Regions from separate parts of the Mus musculus genome. Here regions 1, 2, 3, 4 and 6 are each linked to region 5. A link is a contact called in public promoter capture Hi-C and targeted proximity ligation data. All regions are on one chromosome and are shown on one strand. The core of a region is the stretch at or near the end of the contact, and the rest is flanking DNA. Distances in the headings are between cores, read along the strand shown. Region 1 overlaps Pcgf5 (polycomb group ring finger 5). Region 2 has its middle 34 kb from the start of Pcgf5. Region 3 overlaps Gm32143 (a long non-coding RNA gene). Region 4 has its middle 42 kb from the start of Gm32143. Region 5 holds the start of Rpp30 (ribonuclease P/MRP 30 subunit). Region 6 has its middle 61 kb from the start of Gm32143.

Region 1 (3,437 bases), core at 376-2,875, 360 kb before region 5:
ACAGATGTGTTTGTTTGCTTTCTTAAGACTGCCAGAGATTGTAAAGCAAGCAATGAGGGCAGGAATGGTGCTGGAGTGTGGCGGAGGCTGCGAGAAGAGGTGGAAGCAGCAAGAAGCACCGGGAAAAGGCAGCCGGCTAGACTGAGGGCATTCGACCTGCCCACAAGAAGATGGGCAAGTAGAACATGGCCCGCAGGGAAGGCTGCGGCTGAGCTCGCTAAGTGCAAGCGAGTGGACTGTGCTCCCAGGCAGGTTGACAGACACTGTGACTTTCTTCTCCTACATTTCTTACACTAGACATCCTGCTACATACTTTAGCCGTAATAGTAATTCTTGCTAAATTTCCTACACAGTACTATCACAATTGTAAGGATTCCGAAAAACTGGAAAAAGAGGGAGGCAGAACAGAACACATTTAGAAGAAAAAAAAGCTACAGTGAATACAGGAAGATGTCAGTGTTCAGAACACAGGAACACTTTCTAGAAGCCAACAAGAAAAGGCAAACTCAATAACAGTGTAATCAATATGAACACTCACAAAGACGTTATATTGCTAATGAGTGTCAAGAAGTCAGAAAATGGGCCCTCTTCTGTGGTATGATTATAACTTATGAAACTGCTTTTGAGGACAACCGACAACCTCTCACAATGTAAAACTTAGTTCACTGTAAAGCCAGCAATCTAGGCAATGGATATGCCGAATTTGCAAGGTCCATGTCTTGGAATAGATACAGCACCACTTGGAATGTTAAAGATAAAACAAAAGCTTAATGCCCACCAAAATAGCCAATTAAATCCTGCTAGCCACACAAAGTGAATTGTACCAATCTATTAAAAAGAATAACTTTCAAATATAATTGTTTTTATAATACATATATCAAATGAGAACAAAGTTGCTATCTGTATATTTGATTCCATTTCTATCTCAGCAAATGTCTATGCCCACTGGCATGGCGTTATGAAAAGATACTAGACTGATAGGAACATCAGATGACCAAGTTACCCCCGACTGAAATGTGAATCAGTTCCACACTCTCAACTTGTGGAAGCCACAGAAGAAACCTGGTCACAGACTACATCTTCCAAAATGTTAAACATGGGTGTTCACACAGGTGTGAAGCTTTAGAAGTGTGTCTGAGGCCTATCCCAAGCCAGCTGAGTAGCACTGCACTTTGTCACCGTCCCTAGATGATTTGTGTTTGCACTAAGACTTAAGAAGTAACTGCTAAATATTTACCCTGCTAGTGAACAACAGAGCCACTCCAACATTCAGCAGAGCAATCTTCAAGCAAAAACACTGCTATGAACTATAAAAATATATAGCAGTTGTTTGACCAGGTGTTTGTTTTAATTCACAAGGACAAAGGTTTAAAAGTAACTTAACATGATGGAGACAAGGTCTAGAAAAGGCAGAAGCCACCGATGTTCATCTTTTCTAAAAGGGACTAAGATAAAGGGGGAGGTGACAGGGGAAAGCACAACACGACCACAGAGGCTGGGCGGTGCAGAGGGACACTCAGGTACTGCAGAACTGGACTGAAACTCTCTTCCCTGACACTGTCCTGAGGCAGCAAACAGCATGAGGGAGGGACACGGTTATGCAGTGCCCTTGCCTGAGGCCACGGACCAGAAGGAGACTCAGGACTACCATTCCTCCAGGGGGAAAGGAATGGAAGCTACCCTGAGTCACAGACTTGAATGAGTGTAGAATTCACAAGCAAACATCCCACAACATTGATGAAAATGAAAAACTGCAAAGTTGCCAAAGCAATCCAGAAACACAGCCCAGCGCCAACCACAGACACTCAAAAGCCCATCTGAGGAAATAGGTAAAGCAATGCAATGTAATTGTAAAAATCTACGTTTTGTCTCATTGGCACAAATATACATCATAAAGCAATTTAGAAGGCCTAGCTATTGGCCTTATGTAAGACATATTAGGACTTTGAAGATAATGAACAATGAAAAGGTTTTAGACAGGAGTTTTATAAAAGTTGCATCATGTACAGTTCAGAATAATACTGTTAAAAAGAGTGTCCAGAAGCATCCATACATGTATTTATATATATATGCATGTGCAGATAATGGCTGCATCCTCAAGCAATGAAGACCAGTTTAGATTGTTCAATTAACTGTATTTCTGGTTTAAAAAAAGTCTTCGGAAAAAACTAGATTTTTTAGCCTTGTTATGTGTGAATGAATCAATTCCAAGTAACTAGAATGTTTACTATAACAGTACTAGAATCAAGTAAGAAGACACACAGTAGCTGTCAGTGTGGGAGCAAACTGAGCTCTAAGCGAGTTAGCAACACCAGCAGTAGAGTATTGAATTTGTAGACATCCAGTCTCCTGCTGGTATGGATGGGGTGACCATTCCAAAACTACAGAAAGGGAACACTAGCAAAAAACAGGATTAGAGAAGAATAAGCCATCTCTTCAGGCCCCATTTTAAAAACATTTTAATAAAAGTGTATCTCAACCAAAAACCTGAAACTTCAGAAATGTGTGCTCAGAAATTTAACTGCATATAGACTGATTTAATTGTCAATCTGTTAGTAGAAAGCTTATACAAATCAACTCTTTCATGCTTTGACATTAAAATAATTGCAATACTGAGCTTCTTGGCCACGCCTCTAATGAGGCTGAGGCAGGAGAATATTAGTCTCAGGCAATATTATTACTGTATATTATTACTGTAGCTAGCCTGTGCTACAGTGAGCTCTAGGCCAGCTTGGGCTAAATAGTAAAATCTTCCTTCAAAAAACACTCCCCCATCCAAACACATGCAAATGAACGCCCATAGGCAGTGTTCAGGGGAGCACTTGTGACAGGAGCCCTGGGGAAGGCTTACAGTGAATGACAGTCTTAAACCTTTAGGCTGGTCTATCCACAAATGATGGTTTCCAGCACTCACATGCTGAAATGTCCACTGAACTAGCAAAGAAAGCCAAAATTCCATTTACTGCAGAAATATTACTGTAGAATTGGAGTACCTGCTTTCTAACTGTGCAGACTTACCTGTGCAGTGTGCACCTGGCATATAAAACATTTCAGGCTTAAAAGTTAAATGAAGGCAATATACACATAGCCCTTATAGCCTATAAACAAGGCACATTATTATGCAATACAATTATATTAAAAAAGATGAATCCAAATATAGTCTGATAGGTTTGTTTTTTTTTTTTTTTTTCAAGGACACACAAGTAGCAAGTGACTGACTGACACTAGAATGTCATTTTCCCTTCTGGGTCTTGAGATATTTCTGCTTGTGGCTAGAGTACTGTGCCTCAAAAAGAAGATTTTTTTATCCATGTAAAAACCCAGATAGGAAAACAACAAAAACCCTCTGATTTAAGAACTCAGGTGTTTTAGTAGTACTATATTATATCATCACGTTTTCTTCTGAAAAAAAAAAAAAATAGACAAATATCTTAGCT
Region 2 (3,134 bases), core at 564-3,063, 290 kb before region 5:
GAGATGCTTTTCTGGAATTCACCCTTCTTGAGTGACTTTTCTCTCTTCATCCCGTTTCCATACTTGCCTGGTAGTGCTTCGGGGAGGGGGTGTGTGATGGTTTGTATATGCTCGGTCCAGGGAGTGGCACTATTAGAAGGTTGGGTCCTGTTGGAGTGGGTGTGGCCTTGTTGGAGCAGGTGTGTCACTGTGGGTGTAGGCTTTAAGACCCTCATCTTAGCTGCCTGCAAGTCACTGTTCTGCTAGCAGCCTTCATTTGAAGATGTAGAATTCTCTGCTCCTCTTGTACCATGCCTGCCTGGATGCTGCCATGTTCCTGCCTTGATGATAATGGGCTGAACCAGTAAGCCAGCCCCAATTAAATGTTGTCCTTATATGAGTTGCCTTGGTCACGGTGTCTATTCACAGCAGTGAACCCAAACGAAGACAGGGTGTTTCTCAAGCTTTTGTGATAGGAGGGGGTAAGGGAGTCTGTGCTATGGAAAGCCACACTAATTACTTTATCACCTCACTTCCTCATTTGCCAGACAGGATGGCTCCATAAGTATCTCTAAGGCTTCATCAATGAGACCTACAAAACTTCAGTAGCAAACTAAGACTGACCATAAACTTTATTTTTTTCTAAAACAAAAAAACAAACAAACATAAACAAAAAAAACCCCTCATTTACTTTTACTTTGCATGTGTGAGTGTTTGCCTACATGTATGTTTTATGTACTGCATGCCTGCCTGGTGCCCAAGGAAGCTAGACTAGAGTATATGATCCCCTGGAACGGGAGCTAAGGATCACTGTGAGCTACCACGTGGGTCCTGGGAACCAAACCTGGGTCCTATGGAAGGGCAGTAAGAGCTCTTAACCACTGAACCATCCCACCAGCCCTAGAGGTCACTAGTTGTTAATGAACACCCTGCATCATCTGATATGCATCATATCATCATATGTAAAAGATGAGGCCTTGTTTCACCTACAGTAATGTGGAAGGTGCTCAGGGACACAGCTGAGGCCTGGAAGCGGGGCTTTCGTGGAGTGCTTTCAAGGATTGCTTTAGGATGCAGGGATGGACTTTGCCCAGGTCACTTCCTCAAGGTGAGCAACAGGCAGTGACTGAGGCCTGACGATCACAGCCAAGTCAACAGAGGGCTAAAAAGCCATTCTAGCTCCAGACTCCCCGTGAGGCTGGTAGGGCAGAAAGTTGCCTAATTTCTCCTTTGGCCTCCTTACCTCCAACTCTCTCTATGAGCGGGGGTGGGGGGGGCGGGGTACAGAGGCCAGAGGAGGATATTAGGTATTCTGTTCTTGGGTCTCTGCCTTACTCCTTTCAGATAGGATCATGATTCCTATCATTGAAATTGGAGCTATGAAACCTCAGTGATCCTGAGGTCTCTACCGCCCCCCCACCCAGGACTGGAGACACACACACAGCCAAGCACAGATTTTTCCATAGGTATTAAAATCTGAACTCCGCTCTTCATCCTTATACAGCAAGCAGTTATTTTCCTCTCCTCCCTGCCTCTCTTATACAAAGAGTGCCACCTTTCCCCTGCGAGAACCAAAGCTGTGACAAGAAAACTTTTACATTTACATATGAACTTCTCTGTACTGTGTGGAACTTTACTGACGGAGGCAGGAGGCAGAGCTGTCCTTTCTTGACGCCCTAGAACCCACAAATGAGCTGGGGAGAAAGAGAAAGGCAGCGGGGGTTTTTAACAGAATGGAACGAGGGAGACACAAACCTGTTAGGTTTGGGGTGCAGTTTCAGTTTCTGAACAGAGCAAGAAATACGTGAAAGGTCGGCCGGTAGGGCCAGTGAAACTGAAAGCAGAGAACACAGCTGAGGTGGCCAGAGACGATGACATAAGAGAAACATCTGAGGAGAGCTAGACCCGGCTCCCTGGCAGGTGACACAGTGGGTACACAGCCAAGACTCCTGCAGTACAGCCACCCCTATCTAAAGCAGGGTCCTGGCCTTCAGAAAACTCCCTCTGATCCACAGAGGTTGGGCCACGAGATGAGAGGCCAAATGTCATGTGGAAATTCCCAGTTAAGTGCAGGGTTGAATTGGTTCTACTGTGGAGCCCAGGGGGGGATCCCCGGGGTGCTGCCACCAGAAAGGACCTTTACAGTGAGCCTTCCTGACAGCTGAAGGGCAGGGAGGGGCCTGGGCTCCTGGTGACAGTCAGCCTTGCTCTCTGGAGGGAAAGCTGGTCATGGCCGCAGCTCTGCTGATGGTCATGCCTATGCATCAGCCCCTCTGCTGCACAGTGGCCAGGAGGTTGGAGGTGTGGCGAGTTAGAGGCACTGAAGTGACTGATACTTAAGGTGATAAGCTGTGGAAGAGTCTAGAAGAAGCCAAAGGGGTTGGTCTTACTTGAAAGAGGGTGGCCCCACCGAGAGAAGGAAAGTATCAGATGCAAGGACAACACACATCCCAAGGTGGCGCTGAGAACGGGCAGAGGGGTCAGCTCTCGTAGGGCCCTCTGGCTTCTACTTTAAACCACGTGATGTAGTTGGGTAGAGTGACATAACCTGACATTCCTGCAGCCCTCTGCTACTCTTTAAATGTGAACTGTCCCCTCCAGGTTCACATTTGTGCACTAGGTCCACAGTTGCTGTCGTTGTACTGGAAAGTCGGGGAGCTTTCTGAAGCCTAGCTGGAGGAAACAGCTCACTTGGGACTTGAGGTTACAGCACCCTCTTTGAGGCTGCCTCTTCCTGGCTGCTGTCACGCTATAACCAGCCACTGTATGGTTCTTGTGCCACAGTGGAGTCACTCCGGTCACTATCCTGTCACCATGCCTCCCCTGCCATGACAGACCGTGGTCCTGAACGCTGGGCCACAGTACGGTCCCCTACATTCTCTCAGTTATTCTGCCACAGCAATGAGAACAACTAACAAGCTTTCTACAGGATTTACTTTCTTACAAAATACTGACTTCACAACCTGACCAACTAAACATGCTGTGAGCTCACTACCTCAACCCTAAGTATGTAGACTGTGAGAGAAGGCGCTGTTTGGCCACTGGTAAAGTAATTAACCGTCTCACTTATATGTAATTAACACAAGGAATCAATAACACACCATCTTGGGAAGAGCCTGCGTTCCCTTCATATATGACGGTGTGAACCCAAACCC
Region 3 (3,403 bases), core at 343-2,842, 450 kb before region 5:
ACAGCTACACTGTACTCCTATACAATAAATAAATCTTAAACAAACAAACAAACAAACCAACAAACCCAGCACCACAACCATGATTATTGCTGACCAGACACCACCGTTTCTACTTGCCACTTCTCTCTTTCCTTTCTCCCGAGTCTTCCTCTCACAGAACAACACAGTCAACGGGGGTGGTAATATATATCTGTCAGTCATCCCGGGTGGTTTCAGACCCTGCCTTTGCAGGGATGAAAAAGAAACGCTCTAAAGGAATAAGTAACTACACACCGTGTGAGTAGGTCTTCCTACTTCCCTTGGCCTCGTTTTAATTCTCCCTCCTGCCTCCTACCAAACACATCTTTCCAGGTGGACTGCCATTCGCTTGATGGGATTGCTTTCCTTCTGCTTAGCAACTGGCTAGAGAAACATCATCAAAAGACCCCCACCCCTCTCTGCCATAACCAAAGCGTCACTCTCCCTGCCCACTCATCTGTGCTAGAGAGGATTAGACTGAACCTCGGGTGGCAAAGAGCAAATGCTTTGACACCCCCCCCCCCCCAGAGAATTGATAGCCCTCTGAGAACAGCACAATGTGCTCATGAGACAATCAGAAAGCTTCACACAGAAGTATAATAGGCTCTAACATGAATATAATTAATGATCAGGCCGGAGGAAATGAGCCAGCCAGTTAAATAAATATTTATTTAAGCAACTGTGGCAGACCCACCTGCACTCAATGGATTTTTTTTTTTAGCTTCATTAAAAACCTAAATTATATACATCCAAGAGACCAAACGGGTTAATATACATCAGACCTATGTGCAGGTTATAGGTACACAAGCTAAGAGAGTCCCAGCATTAAATTACCTTAAATGCACTCGGCTTTTGTCTACGGAGCATCCGCACCTGTGAATTCAATTGACTTCATGCCTAAATTATTCAGAAAATATTGTGTTAGCAATGATTATTTTCAGACTTTTTTTTTCTTTCTTTTCTCTCTTCCCAAAACCCTAACAGTACAAGGCTGGTGAAGGAAATGAGAGGATAAAGGTTGGAGCTATGCAGATGGTCTTGGGACACTGGCCTGAGGAGGGCCTGAGTAGAGATGGAGTCTTAGATGATGTTGGTTAGGCTATAGGAATCTATGAGATTGCTCTAGTAGAGGTGAGGGGAGACTTGAAACAGAAATCAGACCCTGCCAGGAGCTGGGATGTGAGAGATAATGAAGGCAAGAACAATGAAGGAGGCAGCAGAAATTGGCAGGACGTAATGGTGGTGGGAATAAAAGAGAAACTTAAGTGCTGAGTTACTAAAGAAAAGAAGCTGTTTGCGGCTGCCCCTAATCTAATGAGGTAAATAGCTCAAAGGGCAACTGCCAGTCATGGCTGCTGTTAAGAGCTCCATTGCTCCAGGAGGAAGATTGGTCTAATCTAGTTTAGCTTTTCTTCTGTACTTTTCCTTGAATGCTGTGAATGGAGTTCAGGCGATTCACAGGGGTATCGCCCTGGAAAACCAGTTGGCTGCCAAGACACCGCACAGAGTGACATTCACTGCCGGTGACTCGAACAGAGAAGGATCTGGCATTAGTCCCGTTGGCAGGATGAGGCTTTTTATCCCTCTCTCTTTCCTTTCCCTGGGGCATGGCACACACCCAAGTCCACTCTCGGATCAGGCACGCAGTAAGTAAGGACTAGAAAGGGGTCTTTTGTCAAACCAGACCTTCATCCACCAGCAGGGACTGGAAACTCTTGGAAATTCTTCTATTCCAGGCTAGGAAAGAAATAAAGAAAAGCAGATGGAATGGAGTGATTGACAACCTAGACCGGAAACTAAGGAGGAGAAGGGCTGAGATCAGAGATCTAGGCACAGAGCAATTTAAAATACTAAGAGGTGGAAGGGAACAAAAAACCCCTTCCGTACAAGGGAGGGGCTCCCAGGACCCTGGGAAAGAGGTGACAGTGTGGGTGGCCTTGGGAGTTAAGAACAAAGGGCAGGCGGGGGTGGAGCCCTGGGAAGCAGAGCTGCGGTTAGGACTAGAGCAGATGGTTTGAGCAGGAAGTCGCTGTTCTGAACGTTCTTCTGGACCTGTCATTGCATGAGATTGATCAGCTCGGCTCTGTCTGCATCCAGAGAGAAACTCTGCCTTTCCGCGGAGGCACACGGTAGCCAAAGCCACCGAAATGAGAGGATGAGCCAAGTTACGGATCGCATCTCATAATGAGAAACGCAGGGGTCCACTGCAGAGTTCAGAGTCACCACCTTGCTGGCCAGCCAGGAGAGAAGTCAAATGATGGCCCAAGGGTGCAGATGAGCCCACAACCGGAACACAGGTGGCCTGCCGCATAACTCATAGCATAGAGGCAACCTACGCAAAGACACTTCCCCTACATACAGTGTTTAAATGACTCCAGCAGCCTTTGCAGCTTAAACTTTCCTCCTTTTATTTGTCTAGGCCACTGAAACTACCTGCATCCACATTCACTGGGGGAATCTGAAGTGTCCATATACCATCAAGGTGCTATCCAGGCTTGCCAGAATCAATGTCTTAAGAGATTTCCTGGAATCGGCAGTTTTTAAGAAGTCTGCACGGAATTTATGGACCCTAAATACAGTTGCATGATAATCACTCAGTTTCTTTGCAGTCATTGAGCGGAGCACATTTATTTAACTAGGTTTGTCTGATTGTATTTATGATCCGAGGTCTGAAAAGCAAATCATTTGTCTCTTTCCCAGTTTGGGAACTTGTGCCTATTAAATTGTCAGTGTAAGAGGGGAAGTGGGAAGCTAAGTGTTGGCTTTGTTTAATGCTCTCTGGTCAGTCTTTTGACGGATAATAGGACTTCCCAGCTTTCCATTAGAGCTCAGACCTAGACCTGGCAGCTGGAGGATGTGAGGAAGGCCCTGCCCATTGGGGTTTCTGCATGGAGATAGAGGTAGAGTTAGGGGCCAATGAACCAGTCCAGAGGAAGAGAGAGATAAGAGCTTGGGTAATTCTTCAACAAGTTCTGTCAGTTACTTTTCTGTTACTATGAAGAAACACTAGGACAGAACCAACTTAAAGAAAAGTAGTTTATTTTGGCGTATAGTTCTGAGGAATAAGTGTCCATCAGGCCAGGCACGGCAGCAGGGTCAGGAAGCAGGGAGGTCACATAATTCTACACATTCCAGAGGCAGGACTGCAGGTGGAGTGAGACTTTTCAAGTCTTAAAGCCCACCCTTAGCAATGTATTTCTCCATCAGGGCTGTAGCCTCTCCCACAACAGCGCCACCAACTGGGGACCAACTGTTCAAACACCTGAGCCTGTCAGAGACATTGCTCACTCAAATGACCATACATTGTAACCCTGCCTGGCAGACAGCATGACCTCCTGAGCCTCTCTTTGTTCCCCGTCTCCAAAAGGGTACAAGTTGCTTAGTT
Region 4 (3,463 bases), core at 119-2,618, 410 kb before region 5:
CTCCACCTTAATCTGTAAAATAAAGGAGAGCTGATGATTGGGCAGGTAAAGGGAAGGCGGGGCAGGAGGTGGAGAGAGAGAAGAAGGAGAAAATGGGAGAGAGAGAGAGAGGTCGCAGAGGGGGAGGAGGAAGAAAAGCAGAGAAGCACATGGCCTGGAGAAAACTGCAAGTTCTAAGGGGTCTCATAGATGTGGAAGATGGAAGTGTAGCGGTAGATCTGCCCAATCTAGGTGCACAGCATGTAATCATATTAATTGTGTTGTGTTTTCATTGCCAGGGCATATTTGGGATGGAGAGATTTGCCTCAATACGTTTGTTATTGTTGCAACTGCTCAGAAATCAGAAATAATCTATAAAAAAAAATACATTTCTCGTTGTCACCCGATGGGCTGTTCTTTTGAGTGGCTTTACTTACTGTGTTTTTGGCTTTTAGAACCCCACACATTTTTGTTGTTTTCATTGCTTCATCATTGCCATTTTTACAGTGCAATCTATTTCTAGGAGCCGCTGAGATGATACTAGCCAACAGCAAGAGGACTGAGTGAGGCTGTGAAAATCTGAACCACGACCCCTAATGAAGAACCCACCCCTCACCCAACCCAAAGCTTAGGTCCTGGTAAGATGGAGGTCACATGACATCAGTCAGGCTGAAGGTGAGATACTGTGAGCCCCTACGAGCCTGGCTGTATGCCAAGGCCATATTTGGCTAAAGAAAGTATGCCCTTTAAAAGCCCAGCAGGTGTGTACCTACATGCGCTCAGCTAATGAAAGGTGTGCTTATTCTTGCAGCCCTGGTGAGGAGCAAACAATTCCATTCCTGATAAACAAGAACTTTCACAGTGCCCACGTCTCTGGAAGCTTTTAATATAAATTCTCTAAAAGTCTGTGACACTTGAGGGCTCTTCTTGTTTGGTGCTAGTTTGGATTGAATTTACATGTCTCTGTCCCTTTAAACAAAGGAGTTATCCCTGAGCTGGAGGCAGAAGGGTATTGCAGTGTAGGATCTAAGTTCTTGAGGCTCTGGGTTTCAAACCCAGGGTCACATTAAGAAAACCAAAGGAGTCAGTTCCCAGCTGGCATGGTACTTTGAAGAGCATAATTAAGATGGGGAATCTACCTCTGAAGGACAGGATCGCTTAGAAAATGTTCAAGCTTCATTTGAGGGGCTATGGGGTGAAAAATATGAAATTATGGAAGGAAGGAAAGGGGAGGGCACAACAAGGTAGACCTCATGAAGAATGTGAATTACACTTACCAGATGGCTTCATAGGGTGACCTTATTGGCAGTGAGTCACAGGGCACGCAGGAGGCCAGGCCTGCCATACCAAAGGCAGAATGGAGAGGAGTTTGGCATGGCTCCCCCGAGCTGATGGCCATGATTCATTGGGAACACAGCTGGGGCCTCGGGCAGATGGGAGATGGCTCAGCAGTGTAAGCACTGTGGGCTCCCGGGACTAGAGTCACAGCTCCATCATCTCTGATGTAGAGCAGGATCTTGTTAAGCTATCTTAGCCAAGGGAGCAGAGACTGCTCAAGGTTACATTTTCCCCTCTTTGCAGATTTCAAATGAGGTGGCACGCGGGTGGCATTGGAACATTCCTGGCAGGGAGGGCATCCCCCAGTCCCTGTTCCTTTTCTTAGACCTTGCTCTCTTTCAACTCCTTCTGTTCCTGCTTTACACTGCAAGAACCTGGAAGGGCTTTGAACTGACCTATGTTCAAGTTCACCCTCACTCCTTACTTGCTGTGTGGCTTGGAGGAAACCACTGTAAGCCCCAATTCCTCAGCCACAAGACAGAAGAGCTAATGACTATTGTAGGAGGAATGACAGTACTTATGAAAGACTCTGACATTCAGTGCCCACTCCAGTCGATCTCGGCACTTTTGGTATTTTGTCCAAATGCAGCTGTGGGGCGTGGTCCTGTGTGATGTGTAGGGTTTAGTAACATGTCTGGTCTCTACAAACTTGATGTCAGAAGTGCCCCGCCTCCAGCTGGAACAATGAAAAATGAGTCCAAGCACAGTCAAATGTCTCCTAATGGTTTCTGGCTAAGTATGACTTCCAGCTCATTGGCTTCTTAGTTTGGGGAAAGCAATCTGCTGTGTAAGGGACAGTCCAAGTAGCTTTTAGCTGGATGTGTAAGTTAAGAAGTGAGCTATTAGAGTGGGCTTAAGGTGTTGGAGCAATGGCTCAGCAGTCCAGGGCACGTACAGCTCACATAGAGAACTCAGCTGTCATGTCAGGTGGCTCACATGCACCTGCAATTCCAACTGGAGGAGATTCAAATACCTTCTGGCTTTGCAAGGCACTGTAATCACATACACACACACACACACACACACACACACACACACACACACACAGAGGGGGTGTGGGGGAGAGGGAGAGAGAAAGAGATTGAGATTGAGAGGACTATTTCTCTTCAGGGAGCCCACATAACTTTGTCACATCTGAGATCAAGCAGGCAGACCCCTCCAGGTTGTAGCCTCTGTCCAGCTCCCTCTCCTCTGACAGACAGTGGGCAGAAGAACTCCATCAAATAAGCCTGCATCCAAGCAGAAAACAAAATATGGAGACCCCTCTTGTCCGAACCGTGGTCACACTCTGTCTCTTTTAATGATGTTTTTTTTACAGGCACAGAAGGGGAACTGAGCCCTTCCTAAGGTCTGACACTCTGAGGCTCAGAACTGTTTCCCACAGTGGCCTATATAGTCCACAGAGATAGGAAAGAATCATATGCTGCAAGCTGAGTAACTGAGTGAGCCAGCTGTTCTTATTTTCCCCCAAGGACGTGCCAGGCCCCCTATGTGATGCAGGCTACTTATCAGCCTGGTGGCTAGCCAGTTCTGCAACACCAGGAAAAGCCTTGCTCAAGATCTTACTACAGTTCAGTCTCTCTAAAATAAGTTTCCTTTTTATCTATATATGGCAGTTTTGCCTGCATGTTTGTATGTGCATCAGAAGGTGTCAGATCCCTCGGAACAGATGGTTGTGAGCCACCGTGTGGGTGTTGGGAACCAAACTCCAGTCCTTTGGAAGATCAGTAAGTGCTCTGAGCTGCTGATCCATTTCTCCAGACCCTTAAAATATATCTTAACAAGGCTAGTGAGCTGGCTTCTCTCTCTGGCTTGCACTTTGACCTTAACTCAGGGTTCAAAGTTGGATCAAAATTAGACAGAACGGATTCTTCTTTTTCCTTCTTTTTATTGTTCTTAAGGATTGATTTTATTTATCTTTGTGGGGGGTGTTGTGCCAGTGCCTCTGGCTTTGCCATCCATATGGTGGGTAAACCAAGGCAGGCAACCTTAGGCGGTCAGTACTTAGAGCCGATGACTAGGTGGACCCAGATAACTCTAGGGGCTGCTACCAAAAGCGCCAGTGATTGGAGGATTAGAGAAGCTACTCAGCAGAATTTTTTCTGAGGAAACAAAGCTTAATTTTCTGGGGCTGGTGCTCTCTGTG
Region 5 (3,038 bases), core at 162-2,661:
TTTACCCGTTTCTTTTCCTTAAAGTCAACAATGTGATTGATGGCAACAACTGAGTATCCCACTGAAAAGAAAAATAGATCATTTAAAAAATATACTTTCTTGTTCACAATGATCATATTGATAAGAGATTCAAGAGTCTGGCATGACAATAGGGATGTAGCTAAGTGTCAGGATGCTTGCTAGGCATACACAGAGTCCTGGATTCAATTCCGAGACCTGGAAAATAAGGGGGTGGGGTAGGAGGCAGATCCTGAGCCCTACTGTTTATTGTGACTTAAGGTGAAGTTTCAGGTTCTTCACCTGTCCCATGATGTTAACAGCAGACAGGACTTTCAAGTGTCATGAAAATGAAGTGAAACAGCACCAGTATTTTAGAAGAGTGCACATATTTAGCTGCCACATTTAGAAGCCAGGCACATATTTAGGCTGTGGTTCATATTAACACAATGCTAAAGACTCAAGTTTTATGTCTTTCTGTCACCTTTGTTATCATTTCTTTCTTCTGCGATCCCCCTCACATTTGCTCCCTTTCCTACGGAGCAATGGAGTGATGACTCCCTCACATCTCTTTTGAGGTACTCTACAATAACAGACGAGGGACACTACAGGCTTGTCTTACCATCACAACAGACAAGTGCCCTGTCCCCAATACATTTAAATCACGACTCTTGTCTTTAAGTTGCCTAAAATACTGACAGGATAATAGTGTATTAATATTAAAAGAATAATGCATGGTAATGATAAAATAGCGGCCCTTCGTCTTCCCAGTCAGCCCAATAACGCCCTACTTTCCTTCCTCTCGAAGGGATTTGAGAATCTATTATTTGGCAGGCCCTATGCCAGGTGAGAGCTCACATGATCAACGTTCATCCTTAAGGCACTTGAGATGCTCGAGAGAAATAAGGTAACGCCCTTCCCATTCTCTAAGCTCCCACAGCAGTTCCTGCCCGAGACCCAGCTTTCTGTATTTGACAGATGCCGTGTGACTCAAAAGGGGCTGATACCAAAAGCACTGGCTGAGGGGACCAGTCCCTGTTCCTATCATTCATCAGCTCGCAGGCTCCATGCCAATGCCTCGACCCCTTAGGCCTCCGTTCTCTCCCTCTGCACGAATGACTGGGCAAACACAAACAACAACAGCTTTGTCAAGAGCCCGAGTTTCTCACCCAGGGGATCCGGGTGATACTGCAGCTATTCTCTGCCTTTAGGGACGTCAGGCAGATCACACGAGAGACCGGAATGGGGCCTGAAAAAACTACCAAACAAAGCTGGATGGTGTGGGGGACAGAGCCAAGCCAGTAGACTCACGGTGAGCAGCAGTCTCCACGAGTCCGCGCAGAGCCTTCAGGTCTGAGCCCGCTCTTAAATCCAAATCTGCGAACGCCGCCATGCTGACATCCCAGGAGCACCCGCGCGCCAGTCTGCGCAGCCGCCGTGTTGTCCCTCAGGCATGCTGGGAGTTTTAGGTTGTTCCTTGAGCTTTCTGGGATTTGTAGTTTTTCTTTCTCAGTCGTCTTGGGTCGTCTTGCAGAGACTTTCCTATTCCCTAGAATCCAGCCAAAGTTAGTGTGTTGGGACCTATAGCCTTACTTATTCATAATTTGAATGGGAATGTTTTGGTACTCTCTGATGGGGCTCAAATCTCCCATGCTCCTACCATACAGCAATGCAAAGTGACTCATTTTAAAGGCACCCATAGAGCATACCGATGTCAAGCAGACATTTCTAAGGTCTTGAAGCCTGTTTAAAGCTCTGGGGAGCCGGGCGTGGTGATACACGCCTTTAATCCCAGACCCGGGAAGGCAGAGAGAACTCTGAGTTTGAGGCCAACCTTCTTTATACCGAGAGTACCAGGCCAGTCTGAAATACAGAGTCTCAAAAGTAGTTAAACTAACAAATAAATGAAGATACATGGGAAGTTATTTTTCTTTCCTATTTCCACAGTACATTCCATTCTTTGAAAGTGGCCTTTTTGAAGTATTTGGTCTGTGGCTAAGATTATCTAAACTCTTTGGGCTAAGACAATCCGTTACAGACTACAACCACAAGATGGCAGAGTGCTCTCAAAGCTGATGGTTTAGCGCCAACACATCCTTTAGCCAGAGGACTGACTGGGAGGGGCAAAAATGAAAACATGTCTTACAATGTTTTTCATGAGAAACATACACATATCATTTGATGTTTCTACTTTTAAATGACCCTTTTAAAAATGAACTCTTTAATATTGACAGATCAATTATTCAACAACATAGAACACGATTTTTAATCTACTTGATGTAGAGGGCCAGTCCTTTACCCCTCTCCATTCAGTCTTTAGTTGCCTAGCATGCGAACCCTTCTGCGCATTACTAATAAGCAGCTCCAGCCTCGTGCAACTCAATAGGACTTCTGAACTGCTGGTCTCTCAAATAAGAAAAGTCCACTTCTCATGAGCTTGTCCGTTGGGATTATACCAAAGTGATGGAAATGTTTAGAAGCATTTTCAATTTCTGTACTAATCACAAAGAATATGGAGTCTTCTCCATCTGACCACACTACTGTAATGATCACTAATTTCCTACAAATTTCTGAAAGATGATGATGATGGCGGTGGTGGTGGTGGAGAGGAGGAGGAAGAGAAGGAGGAGAAAGAGGTGGAGGAGGCAGTAGCAGAGGTGGTATTATTAGTAGCCCAGGGTGGACTTAAATCCACAATCATCTTGCCTCAGTATCCTTGGTTTTGGGATTACAGCTGAGCACTGCCACACCTATGTTTGGTTAATTTTCATAAATGATTGTTTCCAATACTTGATATTTTCCAAGAACAAAACAACAACAAAATAATGTCTGCAACCAGACCAAGGCCGTACAAAACAAACCCCTTGCTTTCATCAGAATGTCTAGTTCTAACTTTTATAGTAGTAGAGAGATGTCTTCATACAGGATCACAAAATCTAGATTGGTCAGTCGAGTAGCCATTGTGTAGTGGACCTAAATAAGAATTTTAGTTATTTGATATTAAGGTTAGACTACAGAGGGCATAATTCTTTAAGAGTCAT
Region 6 (3,176 bases), core at 424-2,923, 390 kb before region 5:
CACCACAGTACCTGATCTCAAACTATACTACAGATCTATAGTAGCAAAAGACACACTAGTACTGGCACAAAAACAGACATGTAGAGCAAAAGAATAGAAGAAAGGACTCTAAAATAGCACCCTATACTTACAGCCCCTGAACCGTTAACAGAAATGTTAAAAATGTGCATTTGGAAAAGGTTTCTTTAGCAAACAGTGCTGGGAGACCGATATGCATAAAAGTGAAAGTAGATCTCTATCTCCTCCCCACATAAAGTCAAATGAAAGATGGATAGGCGATCTTACTATAGACCCAAGACCCTGAAACTGCCGGGGGGGGGGGGGGGACACTTGAAGGTTTAGGCATAAGCAACAACTTTTTTTTTTTTTAGATTTATTTATTATTATATGTAAGTACACTGTAGCTATCTTCAGACACTCCAGAAGAGGAAGTCAGATCTCCTTATGGATGGTTGTGAGCCACCATGTGGTTGCTGGGATTTGAACTCAGGACCTTTGGAAGAGCAGTCTGGTGCTCTTAACCACTGAGCCATCTCTCCAGCCCAAGCAACAACTTTCTAAAAGGATTCTCCTAAGCCGGAAATAATCCCCAGAACTGATAAATGGGGTCACTTGAAATTAAAAATCTCTTGCCGGGCAGTGGTGGTAGCACACGCCTTTAATCACTGCACTTGGGAGGCAGAGGCAGGCAGATTTCTGAGTTCGAGGCCAGCCTGGTCTACAGAGTGAGTTCCAGGACAGCCAGGGCTACACAGAGAAACCCTGTCTCGAAACAACAACAACAACAACAAAACAAACAAACAAACCAAAACAAAAAACAAAAAACAAAAAACAAAAAAGAAAGAAAAGAAAAGAAAGAAATTAAAAATCTCCTGGACAGCAAAGGAAACCGTCCAGAGTGAAGAGCCAGTCTACAGAATGGGAAGAAGTCTTTTCTAGGTCTCATATGATTGACCATCTGACGTTTGGATCTTTAATTTGGATCCGGTTTAAATTTGGGCATCGTATATATGATATGCAGGTGGAAAGGGGCCTAGGAGGGGAAGGTTAGGTTTATAGGGAGGGAGGGGAATAAGAAAGGATAATGGAAAGTGTTCATCCTCTGGGCAGGGCAGCGAATGTTTTGGGAGGTGGGGGGATGGGCAAGAGGAAGGTGAAATGAAGACAGTGTGTGGGGGAGGGGAGCACTGACAATGGGAGCAAGCCGAAAGGATAGCACTGTGTGAAAAATGTCTCAAAGAACCCCATTTCTGTGTACACAACCTACCTCCAAAGAGACAAAACACTGGCCCCTTCACAGCTCGGAATTTCGGTATTTATTGAACTAGTAGACCACACTCAGCAGTTTGGTTACATCTCATTTGATCTCTGTGCCTGTGAAGTTGGCATCCTTACATTCATCTTACAGAGGAATTGAGAAGACAGTCAGTGAGAGTTAGTAAAGGATGGGGCTTAGGCCCGCGGCCCCTTGACTCCAAAGTTCCTCCTCTTTCTACTCTGCAGGGGTTTGCAAACAGTTTTTAGAAAAAAAAATTTTTTTTCTGGAAATGAAATATTTCATGCCAAAAAGGCAAACCAAGAAAAAGTTGAGGTGTTTTTGTTGTTGTGTGGGTGGGACGGGTGTAAGGAGACTTGTCTCCATACCCAACTTTTACTCTCTGTGGTAACCTGTAGATATGTCTTTGTGGCTTCTCTGACTACAGTTTTCAAACTGTCGCCTCCGAGTTTCCAACACATCTCAACAAGATTGCTCAGGTGGGGGGAGGGGTGGTGATGGTGCCCAAGTACAGTTTCCAGTTTCAGGAACAGCCATAGGGAGCTGCCAACTAGCAGTTCCTCGGAGAATTAGACCTCTGTTATGGAAGCTCCTGGCTTCAGGGTACCCTTGGTTTAGCATGCCAGGCTGTGGAGAAAAATGACCTGTGATGATAGCACAGATCTCTTAAAAAGTGCCACTCAGTCCGAGCTGCTCCTGCCAAATCCAGTGTGCTGAGGGTTGAATGGCAAAAAGCAGGGTCCGCAACAAGGGCACACTCCAAGAAGCCTCCACTTTGCAGCTGGACAAGGACAGGCACACGCAAAGAACGCGGCGTGATTCAGATGGAAGGGAACGAAGCGAGGGAGGACAAAACGGTCCCATGCGCAATTCTCTCCCTTTATACAAGTGAAAGGTCTAATTTACGAATCCTGTAAACACTACCGACTGTGGAAAGATTTGGCCATATGGAAAGGTTTCCTACTGCTGTCTTGGCTGGGGGGAATATTCAGAAGTTTGGAGTAATTGTCAGAAATTAGTCACTGCGATGTTGCAGGGGATGAAGTCAGCATTGCAGCCCGGTGTGGGGGCGGAGCTGCCTTCAATCACAAGATGTTTCCGTGAAGGTTTTCTTCCCCCACTTCATTTCCTTTCCGAGGAGAATTTCAGCACCTTTCTAGTAACCAAGTCTTTGTTCAGTAACTAGGAAACATCACTTTGCTGAAGCCTCTGATAATTACAGCTCTTGATTTAGGCAGGTTTTGTCTTTCTTGCCTTCATTAAGCAGGGACTTGCCCCCTTCATCTTGGTGGGCTATGCATGTGCAGGCTCCAGAATTTGTTGGAGTGATGGGCTACTCCGTCCTTCTGTACTCTGGCTATGAAAACTGAGAAAGGGCTCAATTCCCTGATTAGGGAACAGAGAAGCAGAATTCATAGGCTTTGTAGAATACCAACCTGCAGAGGTAACAGGCCATGTTATTATTAATTCGCAGTGTGTCCTTGCCAAATTTAGTGGTTGAAATTAATTATTAAACCATGAGAGTCAGATTTAGAAACAGTCTGGCAGGACTCAGTGTCTCTCATGGGGCGGCAGTCATATGGTGGCTCGCTGATGGAACCAGATATCCACATTGGCTCCTGTATGTGGCTGGCAATTGGCAATGGCTGTTGACTGGAAAGTCAGTTGAGCTGTTGTTGGCCAGAAGCTCATGCGCATGGCTTCAGAGGTACAGAAGTCCCAGGGTCACTAGGGTTCTTGCATGGCAGTAGGAGCAGGCTCCCCTAGAATAAGTAACCTGAGGGAACATGGCAGAGGCTGTGTGGCCTGACAGTCCCAGAGCCCGTGTCTCATGGCTTCTGCTACCTTGATTTACTTGCAGCGGAGTCACTTACAGAGGCCCAGATTCAAGGAGACGAGG

The links. Promoter capture Hi-C pulls out the DNA fragments that hold promoters and counts their contacts.
Region 1: a promoter capture Hi-C map of trophoblast stem cells shows a contact between it and region 5, with 5 times the contacts expected there. A contact is called at or near these places in 25 of 39 promoter capture datasets (the 3T3-L1 cell line, 3T3-L1-derived adipocytes, the C10 cell line and 16 more), 43 of 484 Hi-C or Micro-C datasets (the AML12 cell line, the Ba/F3 cell line, the C2C12 cell line and 27 more), 17 of 130 datasets of targeted methods (the NIH/3T3 cell line, bone marrow-derived macrophages, embryonic forebrain and 7 more) and 4 of 9 other capture datasets (adipose tissue, liver, macrophages and 1 more).
Region 2: a promoter capture Hi-C map of liver shows a contact between it and region 5, with 2.3 times the contacts expected there. A contact is called at or near these places in 5 of 39 promoter capture datasets (the 3T3-L1 cell line, cranial neural crest, liver and 2 more) and 1 of 9 other capture datasets (adipose tissue).
Region 3: a contact with region 5 is called in a targeted proximity ligation map of effector CD8 T cells, with 12 read pairs. A contact is called at or near these places in 1 of 39 promoter capture datasets (cranial neural crest), 7 of 484 Hi-C or Micro-C datasets (the AML12 cell line, CD8 T cells, the HL-1 cell line and 4 more), 9 of 130 datasets of targeted methods (DN3 thymocytes, the NIH/3T3 cell line, the SCID.adh cell line and 5 more) and 2 of 9 other capture datasets (embryonic stem cells and macrophages).
Region 4: a contact with region 5 is called in a targeted proximity ligation map of pancreatic cancer cells. A contact is called at or near these places in 2 of 39 promoter capture datasets (the 3T3-L1 cell line and the C10 cell line) and 6 of 130 datasets of targeted methods (bone marrow-derived macrophages, embryonic fibroblasts, large pre-B cells and 3 more).
Region 6: a targeted proximity ligation map of memory CD8 T cells shows a contact between it and region 5, with 17 read pairs. A contact is called at or near these places in 5 of 39 promoter capture datasets (the 3T3-L1 cell line, the C10 cell line, cranial neural crest and 2 more), 7 of 130 datasets of targeted methods (the NIH/3T3 cell line, bone marrow-derived macrophages, embryonic stem cells and 2 more) and 1 of 9 other capture datasets (embryonic stem cells).

The regions. Positions count from the first base shown.
Region 1 is chr19:36,446,044-36,449,480 of GRCm38.p6, reverse strand. The region is part of intron 8 of Pcgf5 (polycomb group ring finger 5); the gene reads right to left. Among named protein-coding and RNA genes, the nearest start is that of Pcgf5, 38 kb to the right of the region's middle.
Region 2 is chr19:36,374,265-36,377,398 of GRCm38.p6, reverse strand. It overlaps a transcript of Pcgf5 not described here. Among named protein-coding and RNA genes, the nearest start is that of Pcgf5, 34 kb to the left of the region's middle.
Region 3 is chr19:36,533,135-36,536,537 of GRCm38.p6, reverse strand. Gm32143 (a long non-coding RNA gene) reads left to right here. Exons shown (of 3, transcript XR_386676.3): 3 at 2,438-2,615. Among named protein-coding and RNA genes, the nearest start is that of Gm32143, 4.0 kb to the left of the region's middle.
Region 4 is chr19:36,495,181-36,498,643 of GRCm38.p6, reverse strand. No RefSeq gene overlaps it. Among named protein-coding and RNA genes, the nearest start is that of Gm32143, 42 kb to the left of the region's middle.
Region 5 is chr19:36,082,089-36,085,126 of GRCm38.p6, reverse strand. Rpp30 (ribonuclease P/MRP 30 subunit) reads right to left here and starts at 1,411. Exons shown (of 11, transcript NM_019428.3): 1 at 1,309-1,411; 2 at 6-61. The coding sequence starts at 1,390.
Region 6 is chr19:36,476,493-36,479,668 of GRCm38.p6, reverse strand. No RefSeq gene overlaps it. Among named protein-coding and RNA genes, the nearest start is that of Gm32143, 61 kb to the left of the region's middle.